2 separate regions of the Bicyclus anynana genome follow, and region 2 is linked to region 1. A link is a contact called in public Hi-C data. All regions are on one chromosome and are shown on one strand. The core of a region is the stretch at or near the end of the contact, and the rest is flanking DNA. Distances in the headings are between cores, read along the strand shown.

What was found. Hi-C and Micro-C count contacts between places; a contact is called where the count stands out from the background.
Region 2: a Hi-C map of whole body shows a contact between it and region 1, with 4 times the contacts expected there. The contact joins two enhancer-like sites. A contact is called at or near these places in 2 of 2 Hi-C or Micro-C datasets (whole body and whole larva).

Annotation. Positions count from the first base shown.
Region 1 is chr15:11,344,681-11,349,474 of ilBicAnyn1.1, forward strand. LOC112054155 (rab11 family-interacting protein 4A) reads left to right here. Exons shown (of 14, transcript XM_052885839.1): 7 at 1,627-1,665; 8 at 2,137-2,254. Among protein-coding and RNA genes, the nearest start is that of LOC112054158, 64 kb to the right of the region's middle. Within about 2 kb of position 2,166, at least 8 of the 8 cell types and tissues checked have open chromatin away from gene starts, as enhancers often do.
Region 2 is chr15:11,394,052-11,398,845 of ilBicAnyn1.1, forward strand. LOC112054155 (rab11 family-interacting protein 4A) reads left to right here. Exons shown (of 14, transcript XM_052885839.1): 10 at 70-222; 11 at 2,140-2,422; 12 at 2,924-3,069; 13 at 4,393-4,437. Among protein-coding and RNA genes, the nearest start is that of LOC112054158, 15 kb to the right of the region's middle. Within about 2 kb of position 2,355, at least 4 of the 8 cell types and tissues checked have open chromatin away from gene starts, as enhancers often do.

The DNA.
Region 1 (4,794 bases), core at 916-3,415:
AAAGTAGTGAAAGAATTTTTCAAAGCTGGTCAGTAGGTTCAGAGCATATTCAATGCAAACAAACAAATAATATAATAAAATCTTTCCTCTTTATAAAATTACTAGCTGACGCTGCGTGGTTTCACCCGCGTGGTTCCTGTTCCCGTAGGAATACGGGGATAATGTATATTGGATATGCTTCCTCGATATCTATCTAACACTGAAAGAATTTTTCAAATCGGATTAGTAGTTCCTGAGATTACCGCGTTCAACCAAACAAACAAACTGTTCAGCTTTATAATAATAATATAGATACGAACAAATATGTATGATGTAAGTAAATCTATCATATACGTACGTGTATATTAAAAGTGCAGTTTCAAAAATTCAGTCCAATTACGCAAGCCCATATACTCATAAATCGTAAAATAATTCAGGTTTCCATTTATAAATCTATCGCAATATTTGAAATAATTTCAAAAAGAGATCCACTTAACTGCCATTTGTAAACTCAACAACCTTGGTATTTACAAGTTTACTTAACATTTTGTGAATTTGTTGTTCTCAATGTTACATTCAGCCCACGCAAAGTTGACGTGTGGATTGTATAGTTTTGTTTTATTATCGAATTCAAAGAAAGGAGGAGGGTCTCAATTCGAAGCGTTTTTAGGGTTCCGTATTCCACAAGGAACCCTTATGTATATATAGTATAGTATATCGGGAGTACATTCTGCTTAGATATTTATTTAGAATATACCTACTTATTCAAGAAGCAAATATTATACTGCGTCTGCATCTATAAATCATTCTAGTTTATATAACTGACAACTGTAATTACCGACTACACTAACAGATGCACAAAAGCGATAATGTTCCGAGAAATACCAAATAACATATTTCCTTCTTCCTATATAATATAGTTCATACATACAATATAGTTTATTAGACAACCGATAACTCGAAAACAGCTAAAGGAGATGGTCTAAAATTGTATGGAGCCTAGGATCAGTCATTGTACCCTGGCGGAAATAAAAGAAAATATTTTTTTCGAATATTTTTGACTATACAAATCTACGAATTGACTATGATTCTTTCGAAATAATATTCATTCTCTCCCAAGAAATGCAACACTATTATGGGTAATAATGGCGCATTGATGACGTTTTTAATGCAGTAGTCGATTTGACGTTTGCTGTCAATTATCATGTCATGTCATTTACATTTTAATAAAATCCTTGTATTTTTTAAATTTTAATGATACGAGGTAAAAGAGTGGACCTGAAATGGACCATCTCCTTTATAAACCTAAACCTTAAACTCCCTGATTAGTAAATTAAACAACAACTATTATTAATTGGTAACATTGCGGCTTAATGAAAATTCCAAGACTGACAATTTATTACACACAAAATTTCTACAATATAAAAAACGATATATAATACTAAAATCTTTAAAAATAAATAATAACAAATAACTACAGCATTCTATACAGGCTCGGACTTGAATGTGATTTTTATTATTTATTTATAACGAGTTAGGTCGGCAAGTTTTACGAAAAAACACAATACGTACCTACTAAAAAAAATATTGCTCAGCAGATCATTAATGTTGAATATCTTGTTTTAATTCTTGTTGTAATTGTTTCAGCTCTGGGAAGCGACAAATCGGCTCCAATGTCTTAGCTAGGTAAATATATTCTTAATATTTTATAACCAATTGTAATATTAGTTATCGTTTTTAAAAGAAACCCATAACCTGTAAAGTAGACAATGAAAATGATACCTTTCCTTTCATTTAATTCCAATGACAGTGTTGGGAGTGGTTCCGACAATAATCCAACTGAAATCGAACCCATGACCACTTCTCGGTGAGACCGGGCCCTTCACCTTTATTTTGTAATTTTTAATAACAGCGCCATCTATTGAAACACCGGCGAACTTTATCGTTCATACTACAACGTAGTACCACAAACTGAATGTAGATGGCGCTAAATTTTACTCGCACAACATCTGATAGATGGCGCTAAATTTTACTCGCACAACATCTGATAGATGGCGCCACTAGTATGAAGTTAATTCAAACGTTTAATTCAAAATTCTTTCCTGAGGTGTCCTGACGGCTGTGACTAGGTAATGGAGTGCATTATTATTGTTTTAGCCAATTGTACCGGTCGTCGTCCTTCAACTCGTCCGGGTGCGGGTCGGGTGGGGAGCCGGCTGACGACATGTACTCTGACGTCTCGCTAGAGGAGGATGTACAAGGCCTCAATTATAAGGTAAGTCCTAATTCCCATACATCCACTTCTGATATCAATATACCGACCTATTAAGAGTTTTTCTTTTATAAGTATATCCATGGGGCCATGGAACATTAGACTAGAATGACTAAAGAAGAAAAGGTAATTTTCAACCGATATCCAATCAGGAGGTTCTTCGTTTAGCTGTATGCATATTTTTTCATGTAGTGGTAATTTTTAAATAGGTCAATGAATGAGATGAGATATATGCCTTAATCTTGCCTACTACAAGTATATTATCTAGAGTTGTCATTCTTTATGTAAAATGTGATATTTTACATAAAGGATGGCAACTCTGCTCTCTCAACACAATGCTTGTTTAGCTTCATTATGAAACCAATAAAATTAACAAAAACATTAGGTACATGTTTTTTTTATTCCAGACACATAAATACATCCACGTTACTTTTAAATGTTAGAGGGTATCAGGAAGTAAGCCGCAGTTTTGGATAAAATGAATACGGATATCAATTTTATACTATAAATCTTAAATTTTCCCTTGACTCACAAATTGAATATATTATTTTTATTTAGTTGTGCCTCAAACTAAGTTTGTGGTCTACAAATTCAATGTTTGAGTCATATGTAGACAAAATTCTACCGAAACTTGCGAATGAATACTGCAAAAAACCAACCAGGTAGGTATAAAATTCGCGATTAAAAACAAGTTTCCCCGAAAATTATCTCATTTTCTTGGAAAACAGGTTAGGTAATTACTAATTGTAATTACCTATGGTGTGTCATTGGTATGTCATTGTTTTAGTGATAAAAGTGGAGTTATGTCAATTTCCTTCCGGTGTTATCTGCTATTATAAGTAGGTACCTGTACGAGGTCGTTGTGAATGGAATTTTCCTTGAAGGTAAAAAATTCAAAGCTAACGAATTTTTGTGAGACCAATCTGCTATCAGTTGAAGATCCTCATTTAATCTCTGTACCGCCAAATTACATTCATGTGGCTCAAAAGGAAATCATGGGCATATAAAAGGTATTTACAACTCTCAATATTATCAGTAATATTTGCACAGTATGAGATAAATTAAAGTGGACCTAAAATAGATCCTTGAGGAACCCCCTACTAACATTTTTTAACGGAGAAACGACACTTCTTCCCATCATCCTGCGTTACCTCAATGTTCTGGGTTATATTCAACAAATAACTGTCAAACTAATTCACTGAAAACACAACTACGGACAACGAGGTCCAGGGTTCGAATATGGGTCAGGTCAACAAAAAATACGTTGTAAAATTACATTATTTGTGAGATAACACTGAAAATAACACAAAACCTGTGTTATTTTCAGTGTTGTAAGTCAATTCAAATATTATTTACTCCTTACAATCTCACAAACTTTACCTCTCTAAAATAGTATCTAGTATAAATAGAGATTAGACAATTCGCAATGCAAGAATAGCTTTGAAAATTCCGTCAAATTTCATAAAGTAAAAAAACCTGCATAAAGGCATAAGGCATACTAATATTATAAAGCTGAAGAGTTTGTTTGTTTGTTTGTTTGATTGAACGCGCTAATCTGAGTAACTACTGGTCCGATTTAAAAAATTCTTTCAGTGTTAGATAGCCCATTTATCGAGGAAGACTATAGGCTATTTATTATCTCCGTATTCCTACGGGAACGGGAACCACGTGAGTGAAACCGCGACGCGTCAGCTAGTAAAAAATAAATGAGGCGGTAGCCAGTGCATAAAGGCATTGTTCAAAACGAATTACTAATAAACGTTTACTCAGAGGCAAAACAGAGCACTCGGTCATACGTCGGAGTCATCCACTCCTCAGTGACTAAGACGTGGTTTAATTTTGTACACTGAAAAGATTAATGAAACTATAGTCAGATTGAGTAGGTATTTTAAACTATGTAAACAAACAAAAACAGCTGACTCAGGTTTGCTCAACATTTTATCATTATTTACGAATATTATCATGAAATAAAACTTCCTGTGGTAAACAAATATTTTTTTTAATTTTATATTCCTATATAATATATCCTGTTATTTATCAAACAGATAATGCTTCACTTATATTAAGGGTTCCGTAGGCAATAAAGAACTCTTATAGTTTTGTTTCTTTATTATGTAGAAGCAAGCATAAGGTTTCCTCGACATATTTAAACACATTAATCAAAACGGTTTTCTCGGAGGACGATAAGGGTGATTGATTCGTACGTTTCTTTTTTGGTGACGGAAACAATAGCAACGCGGAATAACTGCTCCGGCTAGTTCCAGGCTCCGGTTCACTAATTTTCGTACTAAACTAAATAAAATTAATTAATTAAACTGATAAAAAACCCGACTGCATAAATGATAAAAAAACTGAAAAGAAAAAAAAGCTCAGTCCAGAAGTGTAGAAAACAATTAGAAAACAGTCGGGACCTATTATATTGAATAGAATGATTTTCGTCTACATTTTTTATTAGGTCCCGACTTTAGTTTGATCAATTTTTATATCATTTATGCCGGGTTTTTATATTTGTTTAATTAATTAATTTATTTCACACTTTTTAG
Region 2 (4,794 bases), core at 1,105-3,604, 50 kb after region 1:
TGCGAAACAGGTCCATAGTTTAAATAGTCAAAGATTTTATAATGTAAACTATTTATTGTTAATTCTCAGATCGAGTGCCGATGCGAGGAGCGCATAGCGGAAGAGCAGAAGCGATGTCGAGAGGCCATCGCGCGCGTGGAGCGCGACCGGGACGCGCAGCTGGCCGCGCTCACCGACCGGCTCGGGGCCGCCGAGGCTGAGGCGTCGCACCTCAAGCAGGAGGTACTGCCACCGCAGACATTCTCCACATACTGTACTGCCACCGCAGACATTCTTCATATACTGTACTGCCACCGCAGACATTCTCCACATACTGTACTGCCACCGCAGACATTCTCCACATACTGTACTGCCACCGCGGACATTCTCCACATACTGTACTGCCACCGCAGACATTCTCCACATACTGTACTGTCACTTCAGACATTCTCCACATACTGTACTGCCACCGCAGACATTCTCCACATACTGTACTGCCACCGCAGACATTCTCCACATACTGTACTGCCACCGCGGACATTCTCCACATACTGTACTGCCACCGCGGACATTCTCCACATACTGTACTGCCACCGCGGACATTCTCCACATACTGTACTGCCACCGCGGACATTCTCCACATACTGTACTGCCACCGCGGACATTCTCCACATACTGTACTGCCACCGCGGACATTCTCCACATACTGTACTGCCACCGCGGACATTCTCCACATACTGTACTGCCACCGCGGACATTCTCCACATACTGTACTGCCACCGCGGACATTCTCCACATACTGTACTGCCACCGCAGACATTCTCCACATACTGTACTGCCACCGCAGACATTCTCCACATACTGTACTGCCACCGCAGACATTCTCCACATACTGTACTGCCACCGCAGACATTCTCCACATACTGTACTGCCACCGCAGACATTCTCCACATACTGTATTGCCACCGCAGACATTCTCCACATACTGTACTGCCACCGCAGACATTCTCCACATACTGTACTGCCACCGCAGACATTCTCCACATACTGTACTGCCACCGCAGACATTCTCCACATACTGTACTGCCACCGCAGACATTCTCCACATACTGTACTACCACCGCAGACATTCTTCATATACTGTACTGCCACCGCAGACATTCTCCACATACTGTACTGCTACTGCAGACTTTCTCTACATAGTAGCACTGAAAACGGAGGGCATTGGTACTGTCGCACACAGTACACTATAGACGTGCTTGGGATGTCGTATCAGTGCAGGGGACGGCATACGACTGGAGAGCCAATCGAAGCCGAAGAATGCACGTTCGCCCATCATCCCTCTAGCCCTTATCTTATCTAGCCTTCGTCCCTCTACCCTTTATCTTATTTAGCATTCGTCCCTCTACTCCTTATCTTATTTAGCCTTCGTCCCTCTAGTCCTTATCTTATTTAGCCTTCGTCCTTCAAGCTCTTATCTTATATAGCATTCGTCCCTCTAGCCCTTATCTTATTTAGCATTCGTCCCTCTCGTGTCTAGTCCTTATCTTATTTAGTTTTCGTCCCTCTAGCCGCTAGCTCTCATTAAATAAATAAATATACTTAAACAATACACATCGCTATCTAGCCCCTAAATAAGCATACAGAGTAGCTTGTGTTATGGGTACTAAGATAGTTGATATTATAATATTCATACACTACATATAAATACTTCTATAATGTATAAATACCACGCAGACACTGGAAAAAACATTATACCTTATTTTTGATTTCTGTGCAACAATTGCGCTAAAGATTCGTGCCAACACTTATAGGTAATATACTACAGCCTTTCTGTATGATTAATGTACCAACAAAACAATTTCAAAATGAGGGTATAAATTAATGGTCATTTCACTCCTAATAATAATTATAATTAACCTGATCTTAAATTAATGAAAATAAATTTTATTTTATAAGTAAACAAACCGTATATAATTTGAAATAAATAAGTTATAAAATGACATGCGTTTTCTACCTTCATTTCTAATTTGTTTGTTGGTAAACAGTACTCATCAAGAAAGGCTCTAGTATAGATACTTACTTGAAAAGGATAAATTTACGCTTTGTCACGATTAGCTATTATTCCAATAGGTTTACATTATTTTATTATGTTTTTAGGTTGGCCGGCTACGAGGCGTAGCAGAGACGTTGCGCGCAAACGCCGACATCGGCACCCGCAGCGCCCGCGAGGCGCAGGAAGCAGCGGGCGAGCTCGCAGCGCAGCTGAGCGCCGCTCGGGAAGCGGAACGCCGCGAGCGGGAAGCGGCCGACAGCGTCCGAGCGCAGCTCGCTTCCGCTCAGCTGGAGCTGCGGACGCTCCGAGCCGCGCCGCCGCCGCCGCCCGACCCGCGCCTCGACGAGCTGAGACAAGAGCTGACGTTGCTCCGTACGCAGAACAAATGTAAGTAACACATGTTCAAGCACAGCTTGCTTCCGCTTATTTCGAGCTAAGGACGCTCAGTGCAGTTCCTCGACGAGCTGAGACGTGACGTTGCTTCGTACGTAGAATCTCGAGATAAGAACGCTCAGAGCCGCGTCTTGATGAGCTGAGTCAACAGCTGATGTTGCTTCGTAAGCAAAACAAAGGTACATATCGTAATTGAGTAACAAATGCAAATGCAATGCTCACTTGCAAAATCAGTTCTTAGCGTAAGCTACCAACTATAACTTACCTCCCTATAAACAAACAAAGTTGATGTTGTGAAAGTGATTGTGAACTTAGCCTATTTGAATTAAACGAATTTTAATTTTTAGGAACTCTCCTAAAAATCAAAATTCGTTTAATTCAAGTAGGCACAATGAAGGCACTCAGAAATTGAAATTCAGTAACTTTAACTCATTAATAGATAGTACCCACTAAATACATTAACTCTGTTCTTTAATAAACTATTGCATATTTCAGCTCTAACAGAAGCTCAAGAGGAGCTTCAAGCTCAAATCCTAACCCGCGGCGTAGAAGAAGGACGCAGCTTGCTCGACGGAGTAAGCGGACCGCTGGTGGCCACTAACTCCCTAGCGCACGAACTCTCGCAAATGAGCGATCACGAGGTAAATATTCCATATCAAACCATAAACAAGTAGTAGTAGTATATCGCTTAATACAGCCTTTAAAAGATCATTCATGGGGAAAACTGATCATACTTTTGTGAAAGATAAAAAAAAATGATGCTTTTGAGTTTATCACATCCGATGCGGTATATGCAGTATACAAATTTTAACGTTCAAAAATCTTGTCCCTTGAAGATGAATACATAGTATCTTATTAGTCAAAAAAAAACTAATTGGGTGTAAGTAAATAAGTAGGTAATTAATGTAAGTAATGAGACCTGGGTAAAGCAAATACGATAAAAATGAATAAAAAATAAATATAACAAAATTATCTTACCCCCAATAAGTTTGAGATAATCTAGCATTTTGAATGATTTTCATTTCAACACTAATACAAGCGATTTCCATTAATTTTCTTTATCATTCCCATTTCACGAAAGTCTCTTATCTCATTATTTAAATGATAATTTAATAATGTTTTGTTTTCATTATCATATCTCACGTTTTTAAAACAGCTTTGCTGTGTTAAAATTAATATGTGAACCATGTCAACAATACTTTACATCGCTTTGCTTATCGGGGGGTGTAAAAAACAAGGACTATTTTCTGTAAGCTAAAAGGTGAAATGAAATCCAATTTGTATGGAAATGACATTTCGATGATAGATTTGCACATCGTTAATATCATTCCATGCAAAAGGAAACTTTATTCACTATTACGTTTAGAGAAGATAGAGTTATAAAGCCTATTACCCATAAGATAGACATTTCGCGAGCACATTTCAGTATTAATTAATTAGTAAATCATTAACTAAATCTGAATAAATTCTGTATTGCCCATACCTGCCACTTCAAGATATTAAATGACGGGTATACATTTTTAACACTGCATGTGACCAATCACAGAATGTGAATAATGGATTAATAATAAAAAAACCTTAACTGTAATAAATAGATTAAAGTTTGGGTACTAATGTCCGTTGCGATGACGTAACTTTTGTAGCGTTGACGTAGCGTTCGCGACGTTGACGTAACGTTCGTAGCGTTGATGTAGCGTCCGCGGCGTCGACGTAGCAATCGCGGCGTTGACGTAGCAATCGCGGCGTTGACGTAGCAATTAGTGCGTTGACGCAGCATTTGTGGCGTTAAATTTAGCATTTGATGGAAGGATTTAATTAAATCTAAGACTCTGAAGTCTCTTAAATCTCTAATACAATATTGATGCTCGCGAGGTGTATAATCTCATAATAAGGGCAATTAAGGGCAAGCCATATGATGTATGATTTGCGAAGCTACATAATTTATTTAATATGCGTTTTTGCAGCTCGATGGTAGCACACACACAGATCACAGCATAGAGTTGGAAAAGGTACGCCGTTTACACTTAATGTGTGTGCATGTCATGTACCTAGCCTAACTGCATGATTTTTTTTAATTCATCATTACTAGAAGTAGAATGTACGGGAAACGCATGCAATTCTTTGATTTCATTTGCCTCGGCTGCCTTGCTTTCGCCATATCAAAAACGGGTGTTATTATATACTATGGGAGTGTCGATTCAAAGCGCAATAGTTTTAGTATTCATTAAATTAATATTGTTTTTAGTACCTTTTTCACTTTATGATATTTTATTTTACGTTTTGAACAAGCAAGATCCTGTCATACACACGTTTTATTTCTCGCACGACACCCTTTTGTCCTTTCTGTTAAAATACCTAAAATGGTC